Regions from separate parts of the Mus musculus genome. Here regions 1 and 3 are each linked to region 2. The links are chromatin contacts, called in public Hi-C and HiChIP or PLAC-seq maps. All regions are on one chromosome and are shown on one strand. The core of a region is the stretch at or near the end of the contact, and the rest is flanking DNA. Distances in the headings are between cores, read along the strand shown.

The links. A called contact is a pair of places that touch in the nucleus more often than the background predicts. HiChIP or PLAC-seq counts read pairs in DNA pulled down with a chosen protein or histone mark.
Region 1: an H3K4me3 HiChIP or PLAC-seq map of craniofacial prominence shows a contact between it and region 2, with 4 times the contacts expected there. The contact joins two enhancer-like sites. A contact is called at or near these places in 2 of 484 Hi-C or Micro-C datasets (pancreatic cancer cells and uterus), 3 of 115 datasets of contacts at active chromatin or transcription factors (acute myeloid leukemia, craniofacial prominence and heart atrium) and 1 of 9 other capture datasets (embryonic stem cells).
Region 3: a contact with region 2 is called in a Hi-C map of uterus, with 4 times the contacts expected there. The contact joins two enhancer-like sites. A contact is called at or near these places in 4 of 484 Hi-C or Micro-C datasets (nephron progenitors, palatal mesenchyme and uterus), 8 of 115 datasets of contacts at active chromatin or transcription factors (craniofacial prominence, embryonic basal ganglia, embryonic limb bud and 3 more) and 3 of 9 other capture datasets (embryonic stem cells, embryonic tail and embryonic trunk).

Annotation. Positions count from the first base shown.
Region 1 is chr8:26,803,032-26,806,977 of GRCm38.p6, reverse strand. No RefSeq gene overlaps it. Among named protein-coding and RNA genes, the nearest start is that of 2310008N11Rik, 19 kb to the left of the region's middle. Within about 2 kb of position 1,272, at least 59 of the 459 cell types and tissues checked have an H3K27ac peak or open chromatin away from gene starts, as enhancers often do. A contact at or near this core is called in craniofacial prominence and uterus, where this site is marked.
Region 2 is chr8:26,349,821-26,353,738 of GRCm38.p6, reverse strand. No RefSeq gene overlaps it. Among named protein-coding and RNA genes, the nearest start is that of Gm31843, 30 kb to the left of the region's middle. Within about 2 kb of position 1,633, at least 87 of the 459 cell types and tissues checked have an H3K27ac peak or open chromatin away from gene starts, as enhancers often do. A contact at or near this core is called in craniofacial prominence, fibro-adipogenic progenitors, heart atrium and 2 more, where this site is marked.
Region 3 is chr8:26,846,799-26,850,896 of GRCm38.p6, reverse strand. No RefSeq gene overlaps it. Among named protein-coding and RNA genes, the nearest start is that of 2310008N11Rik, 24 kb to the right of the region's middle. Within about 2 kb of position 2,331, at least 42 of the 459 cell types and tissues checked have an H3K27ac peak or open chromatin away from gene starts, as enhancers often do. A contact at or near this core is called in fibro-adipogenic progenitors, heart atrium, palatal mesenchyme and 1 more, where this site is marked.

The DNA of each region.
Region 1 (3,946 bases), core at 23-2,522, 450 kb before region 2:
GACCCTATCTCTAGAGCCCAGGGCCTAGCTTATTTTTAGAGGCAGAAGGACAGGTGAGGAAGGATCATCTCTAGCCTTCAAAAGGGCCTTGCTCTCTAGGGAGATGATGGAGCCTCCACACAGAGCCAGTCTCTCACCCACTTCAATAGCACATGAATTCAGGTGCACTGGTAGCCGCAGAATCTGAGGCATGGAGTTAGGAGTCTCCTCTCCCTGCAACCAGGAGGCAGCTCTGCTGTATCCTCCCCGAGCAGAGCAGAAAGATCAAGTCCCCTGTTGATGGTTCTACGGGTGTGGCTGGGTGAGCCATGCTCCTGACCTGGCAACTGTGTGAGATTATCTCAGGTGAGAACTCTCAGACATCAAGAGACAGCATAATGATTATGGCCCCGATGATGGAGTAACTGTGGGAATCACCCTAATAATCCCTTAGGGGTGTGTCAGCCTCTCAGAGGCTACAGGCGCTTTCATGAAAATGAGCTCATATAACCTCAGCCTACTTCTGTAGGCGGAGAGATCTAGTGGGTCTTGCGGAGTAGTTATGTAGGGAAAACTGAGGCACAGGGCTTATACTGTCCACTCTGGCCTCTATCACTGAGATACTTGAGTCCTGGAAAAGTGATTTTTTTTCTTTTATGCTAATGTCCCAATGTGGGTTAGTGACATATACAAAGACACAGATTCATGGGTATGCATGTATATACATAAACACAGACACACACACACAGACACACACACACAGACACACACACACAGACACACACACACACACACACACACACACACACACACACACACACACAGAGACACACCCCTGTGAGTTCCAAATCCCAGTAGCCTTTGCTCCAGCATACAGTCCCGAAAGGCTCACCCATGTGTCCCCTCCCAGATCCCCTCTCCCCTCTCCTGTGCTGGCACCCATTATTCACCAGCAACAGGAAGCCAGCGGGAACAAACATACCAGGGAAACTGGGATGCCTTTCTTTAAAAGACATTGGTGTGTGCCACAGCACAGGGACACAAGCTGTTGTGTGGCTGATACATTCTGTCAGTGTCCTGATCTGCACTGGGTCAATGGTTACAGTAGGGGAATTTTCTAAAACCCCTCCTCCAAGGACAGCTTTGCCTGTCCTGCCTGGCAAGTTAGGCCACTGTCACTCCAGGCAATTGGATTTCAGGGGCCAAATGGGAAACAGGAAAGCAGAGGGTACTTTCTGTTAGCCGAGCCTTGAGCTTCCATCTCTGCTTCGTCATTTCAGCAGGCCAGCAGGGAAGAGTGGGGGCAGGAGAAGGGGGAAGGCGGGGAAGAAGAAGAAGGAGGAAAAAACCCACCAGCCCAGCTGGCATTAGTTCAGAAAGCTCTCCAACTCACACATCTGGTTCTTATATTTCAAAGTTAATTAGTCATATTGAGGCTGTCTGAAGATAAATTTATCATCCAGAAAAAACACAAACAGTTTGAAAAATGAAAGGAAGTGAGGTGACACGGCTTGACGTTTAAATAAATCATTTTAACATGATTAAAAAACTTGTCCTGTCTGACACCCAGCACTTGGGTACTTTGTAAAGATTTTTTTTTCCTTTCCTCTTTTTTTCCCCCTCCGACAAAGACAAGTCCCTGCTTGGTCTACAAAAGCCCTTACCATTCAATTACTCGGTACAATCTTTGGCCAATTGCTTTTCTGAGTGACTAGCAGGGCATACAGCCCACAGCTGGCCCTACTCTCTGGGCTGGCAGCAGGGGGCCTGGGGTATGCAGTGATTATCCCAGGGGGAAAACTTGGAGCAAACATTAAGGGCTTTGGGCAACTGGAGGGCTTTCCTGAGTGAGGAGAATAAGCTCCTGACGGTGTCCTCTGGGCCTCGGCTGATTGAGCAGGAAATCCATCCACGACCCGAAGAAGAAAGATCTTCCTGCAATGCCTGGACCAGATGTGTCCTGTTCCTGACACCCCATCCCTGGGCATGTACGCCAGCTTGGACTCTTAGGTTAATGGAATTAGGATGGAGACTTTCTCTGGCCAAGCTAGAGTGGGCAGTGGCCAGATGGGGTGGTAACAATGTAAGACACCACGAGCTTTCCTGCACTGGTTGTTTTAGGAACAGATGGGAAAACCTGGAATCCAGCACTCTATACATCCAGAAACACCATGGTCCAGTTGACTCACTCACGCGTCCCTCCCTGTGCTGGGCCCTGTCAGCGAACCCACCTTGTGCTCTTTGCAGAGGTTGCTGGCTCCTGTCCTGTCCAGTGACTGACAATTCTCCCCTGTCTGCTGAGCAGTGCGAGCAGATCCCTGGGTGGCTGTCTCGATGGTGCTGGTGGTATGGCAGGCGTTCTTGATTTGGCAGAAGAGGGTGGGGCAGGCTAGGGTTTTCCCTAATCCCAGGAGAAACTAGTCCGTGGGGGCATTTCTTCTAGGTGGCTTCTCCTTGGATTGTGTTCTCTGGGCAGGAGAGGTGTGATATAATACAACTCGCGAGCGTTTTCTCCTATTAGCAATTTGGTCTCGTCAGTTTTGTTAATGGGATAACAAGAGGTGCTGGTTATGGTGCAAAAGCCTCATCGTGTTGGTAATTTTCACTGTAACATGTTAGCAATCTGTCACTATTTGTTTCCAGCAATACTGGCACAAGCCTGCTTACAACGGGGGCTTTCATTTTCTCTCCACATTGCCAGACTGTTCTTTCTGTCTCTGGCTAGGTAGCTTCCCCTATTTCGAGCTGTCTCTGTCCATCTGGTTCTGCAGACTTCCACGTCTGCCCATGTTTTTCCCTCTCACCTCCCTGACAGCTACTTCTAAGCTTGCATCAGAGGGAAACACCATCTTCGGTGACCTGTGATTGTGGAATTCCGGAGCTAGGAGCCCCGACTGTCATTACCGCTGTCGTCTGTCAGAGGGAGGACAAAGGTCCGGAGGAACAGGGTCTTTCCCTAGGTGTCACAGTTTAGATGCAAGGTCAAGCTTCATGATTTCAAGCCCACCATGCATTTCTTTTTTTTGGGGGGGGGTAATTGAGATAGGGTTTCTCTGTGTAGCCCTGGCTGTCCTTGAACTCACTCTGTAGACCAGGCTGGCCTCAAACTCAGAAATCCTCCTACCTCTGCCTCCCGAGTGCTGGGATTAAAGGCGTGCGTCACCACTGCCCAGCCAGTCATGCATTTCTAGACGCATTTGTATGAAGAAAGCCCGGTGGGTTCAGAAACTAATGTTTCCCACTGGGGATAATATCCTGGTGAAGGTAAAGTCACCGAAAGGCTCTTTTACCAAGCTCTTCCGGGAAGGACCCTTTAGCCAAGTGATTTTCTGGAGAGATGCTACAGTTTTAGGGGCCTGCCTCTGGGATCAGGAAGGAATCTTGAGTGACTCTTGCTTGGCTTCAACCATGGTCACCTGTTGTCCTGCACAGCAGTCCTGGTCATACATCGCTGCTTCTAGTCCTGCAGTTTGTAAGTCCTGTACCCCTGCTGTACCCCCCAGAAGTATTCTACCTTGCCATGTTCATTGCTGGGGTGGCTAGGAAGCCTTCATGTTGGAAGCATTCCTCCCCATAGCTGGAATCCTAGTATATGGAGACCAGAAGACTTACCCCATCATGTTAAGATGACTAATTCTGAGGGAGAGGACTCCAGTTTGAGTCCTAGATCAGCCATTAAATCATTTCAGGACTTTCCTAGAAGGGAGCCTTTGGCCTTGGTTTCTTTAACTTTAAAATGGGGATTGTTTTTTTTTTTTTTTAATAGTCTGCTCATGGACTTTTAGTAGGGAGGAGACAAAGGTCTGTACAGTCATGCTGAATGCTTGAACCCACCAAAGAACTATGCTATGAACCAAACACACAGCTTGTTACCCAGGAGTGGTAAGGTGATACAAGTCCAATCTCTGACTGTCTTCAGAGCAGTCCAGGGGGAGAAGATGCCTGTACAGTCACAGTCACTGTGGAA
Region 2 (3,918 bases), core at 384-2,883:
CTTGGAAATGAGATAGCTTTCTTTTTCTGGACTGTTGTTGTCTGGGAAAACTGTGGCCCAGTTTCATCTTGGAAGGCGTCTGGGTGGGAATTAAAGGCTTTGTGATTGCTTCATTCCAGTAGAGGCCTTGGGTAGAGAAGCCTAAACAAACAAACAAAAAGAAAGAAAACATGCCATTTCAGCAAGGAGAGAGAACGCAGCAGGCAAGTGTGTTTGAGAGATATGTCAAATATGTTTATGGCAACTTCCTTACAGCATTTTATTATAATTTACTCAAGGAGAGAAAAGACATCCTTTATCAATGCACTTAGTAAATGCTGGTTATTGTTGCTCAAGGGGCTTCTAAGTTAAGAATGATGCAGACCAGACCCTCATAGCTCCTCCTCTATTCATCCCCACCCCATAGGAGTTTCAGATGAGAACAATACCCAGTTAAATAACTAAGATAATTTTCTGGTAAGAAGCGTTACTTGAGGGCAGCCCTTGTCTCAGATATTTTTTCCTTCCTTATCATCATAAAAAAAAATTGGTTTTATATTGTGTTTTACAACCAACAAAGACCATTTCGCATCTGTCTGTCACACTCCCTACAAAAACCTGGTTGGAGCCACCAAAAATAGCACCATGGCTTTACAGATGGAACAGTGGACAAAACTACGAAGGGACATCTATAAAGCCACCTTTCAAGTAAATCATCGAGCTTGAACTTAGCCAGGTCTTCCTCCTCAAAGTGTAGTGTGATTTCCTCCTCCGTCATCCCCCTTCTTCATAGCAGAGCAATATAAAACCAGCTGGCTCCACTGAGAGGGGCCAGGGGTGGGGAGGGACAGACACTGCAGGCAGGGCTGATCTGGAGCAGCCTTCGGCCAAGAGTGAGTTTTCTACAAGAGCGGAAAAGTTTCTTAAGTGGCCTTTGGCTTCGAAGAGGCTCTGCTTCATCTCTCTTTGACATGGTCCCTGGGAAGAGGGGAGCTGGGGTGGAAAGGATGGGGAATGTAGGGAAGGCTGTCATTTCCATGTTGTCTGTTATCCATCCACACAACCCCTGGGGACCTATTTTCAGACTTGTCTGCTTGCCCAGAAAGGGGCAGGGCCCAAGTTTCACAGAAATTAGAAGCACACAGGTCCTCGGCGACAGAAACAATGATGAAGAGATGCACGCTGATTCAAACCAGTGCCTCCGACACTCGGGGGCAAGAAGAGCCCAGGCTTTTATTATTTTTATTTTCCGCTTAAAAGCAAAGACACCACCCCCCGCCCTAATTGGAATCAGAGCTTCAGAGAATGTTAGAATTGCAGTGAATTTCAGACATGACGATCCAGATGCTTCATTTCATAAAGGGCCGAAAGGCGGAAGAGCTTGGCTAAAGCTGTAGAGCAATCTAGTTGAGTCCCGGAGCAGGGCGGAGCCACATCCCTCTGGCTCCTGACACAGCGCTCTCCCTGCCCCCTTCAGAAGGTTTTCTGAGTGGGCGACAGCCCGGGTGGAGGAGAGGTTGCGCTGCTTGGAGCTTGTGACTCTCTCATCCATGCTGGCAAACACCTTCTTGAAGTGTCTGGCAGCCTGCTCCGGTGTTCACTGCGGAGTGAAGGCAGTAAATCAGGGCTTGCCCAGGGACAGCAGCCTCAGCAATGGCGTGTGCATCTGAGCACTGCAAGACTCCCGGGAAGGAGAGCTCTCTCCCTCTGCAACTATATCATACCTTTTACAAAAAGTCACTTTGAGGTCACTGGGTTTTTTTTGTCCAGTATTTCAATACATTAAATGCAATTACTTCATTGTTGATTTACCTGTCATTACAGGCATGTGTTTGAACATGATTTATTGAGTGAGTTTTGTGCCAGTTGACTTGCGATAGATTGCACAATATTCAAAGGGGCTCATTTGCTTGGCGTTACATTAGAGGCACGATGATTGCAACACAAAGCAATGTAAATGAATTCTGAGAGGCTCCATCATTCATGTTGTCATGTACTGAATCCTATTATTATTTATTACCATAATTGTACTGTGTTTCCTGGGGCGATAAATTAGGAATGATGGGCCCCGCTGACAGTCAAGGGCTGGACTCGCTCTATATAATTTAATAGGGATACTGTAGGGTCTGTGTGTTTGGAGGAGATTTGGGTAATGGTTAAAAAAAGAAAAAAAAAAAGAAATGATTTTTTTTTTTTTACAAAAAGTATAAAAGCTTTCCAAGTTTATTTTTCCCCCTTCCTCTTTCTTTAATGCCTTGGCTACGTTTAAAGTCCCAATAAAAGCTAAAGTAAAAGAAACGTTCTGTCTTCTAGCATGAGATGTTTAAAACTCACTACCTCCAGACACAGTCCAATCCCCGTGGGGTTCTGACAGGTGGTATTAACCCTTGCACCAACAGGGCATCCTGGGGCATGAAGAATCTAGAATTGCCAGGACTTCAATGGCCAGGATGAGGGAGATCACATTAACCTTGCACAAAATTGACTCTAACAGAGCTCCGGGCACTTCATCTTATCTGGTAGGGTGGTGTTTCTGTAGAAGTCAAACCATGCTGGTCAGAACATCAGAGTTGGTACAAAATTGCTGAAGAGGATGGAAGAGGGTTGGGGGAGCCTTGGGAGAGCCTTAGCAGAGCGTGTCACGAAAAACGAGCAGTAGGGGAGACCTGAGAGGACACCCACCTCAAGCCTGTTGAACCTTTGGTGAGGAAACTGCCAAATAGAGAGGATAGACAGCCAACAGACAAACAGCTGCTAGAAATGCCCTGTCTTGCCCAGTTACAGTTTAGATACAAAATGCCCCCCCCCCCGGGGAGCACATCTGATGGACACTTGACCCCTAGCAACTGGTGGTATTTTGAGATGTTCTAGACACTTTAGGAAATGAGCCCTAGCTACAGGAAGTAGGTCATGGGGTCAGATCCTTAGGGCTTCCACCCAGTCCCTTCCTGTGACGAAGAGGTCCCTCTGCTGCATTCTCCTACCACTGCGATATTCCGCCAAAGCACATAAGACCACATAACTGTGAGCCAGAAAGCTCCCCCTTCTTCCCCTCTGGTGAGTTGTTCTCATGGGTTTTTTGGTCACAGCTACATAAAAGCAACTTAACTACCCCTGAGGATGTTAATACTACATTCTACTGGCCTTCTGGGTCAACCAATGTTCGGGGAGTTCTGAGAAATATTACATGATAAACCCAGATATTACCACAGGGAGCAGGGAAGGAAAAAGCCAAAACTGTCTTAACGGTCAGCATGGATCCACCTAGAAAGGTCTATGACTATCAAGAGGCGAGGGGGTAAGCTGATGGTCAGATAGTATTAGTCGGGAAAGTCTTAAAATATCCATATAATGTACAACCGGACAATCAATTTTATTCAAGGAAATAATCAATCTGCCTTTGAACCCTGGGTCAGAGGTCAGGGGTTCATAATCCTACCGAAAGAGACTTTTGACAGTGCATACAAGAGCCTCTCATCACCCTGTATTCTTACCTGCTGCCATCTTCTCAGGGGCTCAGGAGTATAGAGGTAGAAGTAAGGGGGATGTAAGGAACTGGGATGAAATTGAAAGCAGGGGGTTACAGTTATATATGTAATTTCCTCAGTGGAGACAGCATCGAAGCCATTTTGCTGATTGCTCAAGAGCTTAACAGAAAGAGTCCACCCTGCTTGTCTGAGTTCAGCTGGCTTCTACGTAGCGCTGAATGGCTTTGTTCAGATTGATTCTGGCAGTGCCAAAAAAAAAAATCAATACATTGCTGCCTACTAGGGCTGACTTGGCTGTTTAAACAGGAGAACTTAGACCAGTTTAGAAAAACCAGATCAGATCCTCTGGGTGTGACCCCCTTTTCTCCTGTGTAGCTGCTGGAATGATAAAAAAAAAAAAAATTCCACCCCAAATACATTTCATGGAAGCCTCCTATGGCCCTGGCCTGTA
Region 3 (4,098 bases), core at 1,082-3,581, 500 kb before region 2:
CTGGTCCTGTGCTCTGGCCTCCTTGCAGAGGCACAGGCACATGGGAATCAAGCTTCCCCCTTTACTGATTCATTTGATCCTGCATGCACTTCAAGGTCGAGAGCAAGCTTTGTTTTCTTAGAGAGCATCCCCGCTGGCTTCTGTTTTCTCTGACAGCTGTGGTCCCCGAACACTTACTTCCCATTCCTCCTCTTGGTTCCTTGATCCTCCATCTGTCCTAGCTCACTGGTAAATGGGGGACTTAGATGAATGAGCTCTAAGCTCTGCACAGTTCTAGGCTCCTACATCTATTTGCTCTACCTCCTCAGCTTGGCTGTGCATGCCTCCAGAGCAAGGGCAGCATCCTTCCCTCCTGTAGCATCCTACAATATTCTAGCGCAGGACTGGGGCCTGGCTGAGTATTCTCCAAGTGATTTGCATTACCTGGCTTCTAGATGTCCTTTTCTCTTAGTAGAGGAAGAGGTGGCTTAGATGCCCTGGAAGCCTTCTATTAAGCCTGCAATAAAACTGCTCTGCAATTAGCGGACATGTGTGGGAAGCTATGATATTTCTGCCTTCAGTGTGTTTAGTTGGTTTAGATAATTTGTTCAGGAAGCTTTCCCCAGCAAAGGAGGAAAGGGGATGCTTTTATTAAATGAATATCAGGGTACTCCCCTGTGTTTTGTATGTAGCTCATTAGACACAAGTGCCCTGGTGGTACCGACCCATAATCCCAGCTACTCAGAAGGCTGAGGCAGGAGAATCTTATTAGGTTCAAGTCTTATGAGGGGCTACGAGACAGGTTCAAAGCCAGCCGGGACAACTTAGTGAGACCAAAGTAAGAATGGGTGGGGATGGCATAGCGTAATAGCAAGTATATACCTCGCAAAAGGTGAGACTGTGGGTTCAGTCTTTAGGACAGCCAAGAAAGCAAGCTGCTCTCTCTGATTCCTATCTGAATCCCCACTTGCAAGGTTCCAGCAGGTCACTTGGTTTGTGACTCTTGTTTGCACATCTCTTAGACAGTGATCCCAATATATGCCCCGTCTCTCTCAGACGATTGCTGTGGGAATACAGAGACAGGAAAACAGGGGACAATGCTCTCTAAACTGGGACGTTAATAGCGGCTCAGACTTCTTAGCCTAAGAGGTCAAAAAAGTAAAATGTAAACAGGAACAGAAAAAGACGCATCGAGGGTTTTTTTTTGTCCCGCCGACTCACTAAGGGACAAAAACAAACTGCTTTTTTCTGGATGATACTCTGTGAAAATTGCTCCCATCCTCCCCTCCACCTCCCTCCACCCCCCCGAAAACATGGAAAGGAAAAAGTGGAGTGTGAAGGAACATTCTGGTATATTCTGAGAGTTGACTCTGGGAGGAGAGGAAAACATGAGCAAACAAAAGCTGTCACTCACTGGCAAGCTGCTTCCCCAGGGGAATTATCTTTATAAAGAAAAAGCAAAACCTCTGCTGCTGCCCGCAAGCTGGGAGCAGACAGCGTGGTGAATGGCCGCCTCTGGGCCGTGCCTCCCCACCCAGTCTTGGGTTCTACTATCTTGGAAGAGTTGGCTTGCTGTCTCCCGAGTGGAGAATGCCTCCCCATCCTTCGGTGTTCCCATGGTGATTTCTATAAACAGGCACGTCCAGGGGTGTCATAGCTCGCACCCAGATCTCCTAGAGCTGCACCTTCCCTCTGGCTGGCGGCCACACTCCAGAGTCTCCATGCCCAGCTCCAACTTGCTATGTGCACCCATCCATCACTCTCACAGTACCTTATCGACTTAGAGGGGCCCTGGAAGCTGGCAGTGAGAACTCCAGCCTTCTAGAAACCTGTTTGTGTGCAAACAGACAAAGGTCTCTCTCTCTCTCACCCTCCCCCACTCCCCGCCCCCACGCGCAAGCGCGCACGCACCATCCCGACTTTTCCAAGACGATGATTGAGTTTTTCCCCTCTTCTGCTTGATATTTCTGCCAAAGCAAGAAAAATCCTTGTTGAAGTCTAGCAGGAAATCCAATAAAAATTCTTCAAAAGATGGGCTTGACATTGAAAAACAGCAAAATTATAAAATAGGCCTTAGAAAAGAGAGAGGAGAGTTATTATATCTGGCACGGAGCAAAAAGCCCCGAGACCCCGTCCAAATGAGCCATCGTAGATTGAAAGTGTTTAGCTTCCCGTTGATTAAATATGGAGAAGGACCCAGGGCCTGCCAAGCCTCGGGGATCCAAAGTTTGTTTTCAGTCAGAATGTGTTTTCAGTCAATGGAAAAAATGGTCGGCCTGTGCCGGGCTATGTAACGGAGAAGCCCCAGGTTTGCAGTGAGTAATGGCTCTGAAGCAGAAAACCATGCGGGCTGTTAATCATCCCTCGCAGGGCCCTGTAATTTCACTCAGCGACTCAGTAGGCTTGGACCATGCTCCCCTTCCCCCCTCCATCTCCCTCAGCTCATTTTGCTCAAGGGAGAAAAGAGGAGCCCGTCTAGCGTTGGGTCCATGTTTTAGTTCTTAAACTCTTCTCTTCATCCCTCTGCCCGCAGCACCCCTTTGCCAGAGGCAGGATGCCAGCCTTCAGGATGAGGAACGGAGTACAGATGTATTTAAGTCTATGGGGCTTGTTCAGGGGAACTTTTCTTGTCCCACGGGCGCTCTGGAATCAAAGCCTGGGAAATCCCCCTCCGCCCCATCGCCTTCCCAAGGCCAGCTGTTTGTGGAATGTTCTTAGATGTTCTTGAGCAGGGTTGCCTTATTTCTGCTTTATAGTTTTTTTTTTTCTCTCCTTCCTCTTCCCCTTACTTTTTAGGCAAGGTCTTCCTTTGTAGTCCAGGTTGGACTCAAAGCTCCGTGCCACGCAACATTCTTGCCTGGGTTTACAATTTTCATTTCTCCTGGGCTCTTATGGATCTTACCCCATTCTCATTTCTGATGTCATTAAAGTCCTCCGCAGCTGGGGAGGCACAGGAAAACAAAGGGAGAGGGGGAAAGGACAAGAAAGTAGGGAGGGGATATGGGAGAGGGGAAGAGGAAGAGAGAGAGAGAGAGAGAGAGAGAGAGAGAGAGAGAGAGAGACTCTTGGAGATGGCTCCTGGCACAAGACAGGGATGGGATTTTGGTAGGCCAGACCTCCCTTCTTGTTAAATACTGCACCCCTCTATTTTCTGCTTTCTTGAACACACACCCTTTCTTTTCCAGTACCGTTTACCCAGTATAAGCAGAAACAGCGGCAAGAGGATGCTGTCACGGTTCGTGATTCTTGTTGTTTTCTAGTCTACTCCCTGGTGCAGGTTTCAGAACCTGCAGCATCACTGTTTAAAATGGCAGCAAGGGGCCAGAGAGGCTGTTCAAATGGTGGTCACTGTGAACTCCATCCGGGCACCAGGATTTGATTGCAGGAAGTCACTTCAACCAGGTTTTTATATTTTATTTATTTTTATTTTTTATTTTTTTGAGGGCTTGGCAAATAAATGGAAGTAAATAAATGGCTTTAAAGTTATGGCATGGGGATGCTTGGTGGTTTAGCGGAGACAGATCCTTCTGCAAGGAGAGCGAGAGCACAGTCAGCAAATACCCCAAGTAACCAATGACAATAAGCGCTGAGGAGGAGGCGTCAGCTCCAGGGATCTGGCCTGCCCTAAAGAGACAGCTAGAGAAGCTCTGGGCAAGGGTGGAGCTAAATAGAAAGCTGTGGGCAGGATGGTAGTGGGGAAGCATGCTTGTATGCCATCATTTGGGGGAAGCATCGCTGTAAGGAAGTAAAGTCTAGTCGGATTGGTCCTTGTGTATAACCTCTGCCTTCACAAAGCTATCCTCTCCAGTCATATCCTTTGCAGAGTAGTTACAATGTAACAACGCTGGGCGGAGAACGTTCCCATTACCCAACTCAAACCTCTCCATATGATTCTATTTGGCAAGATGAGGAAACCCAGCAGCGACTCAAGCATCGGCATTTCAAATCGTGGAGGCTGCTGACCAGAGGGCCCCGTGGGTAGCAGCAGGACCCAGGTTGAGCAGGGGGGGTCAGTGGCAGGTCACTGTCATCATCAATCATGCAGGAGCCTTTTGTCTGCAGGGGCAGGGTCTGAGCTAGGCATGGAGCAGAGCAGGTGAACCAACAGTTTAAAGGATT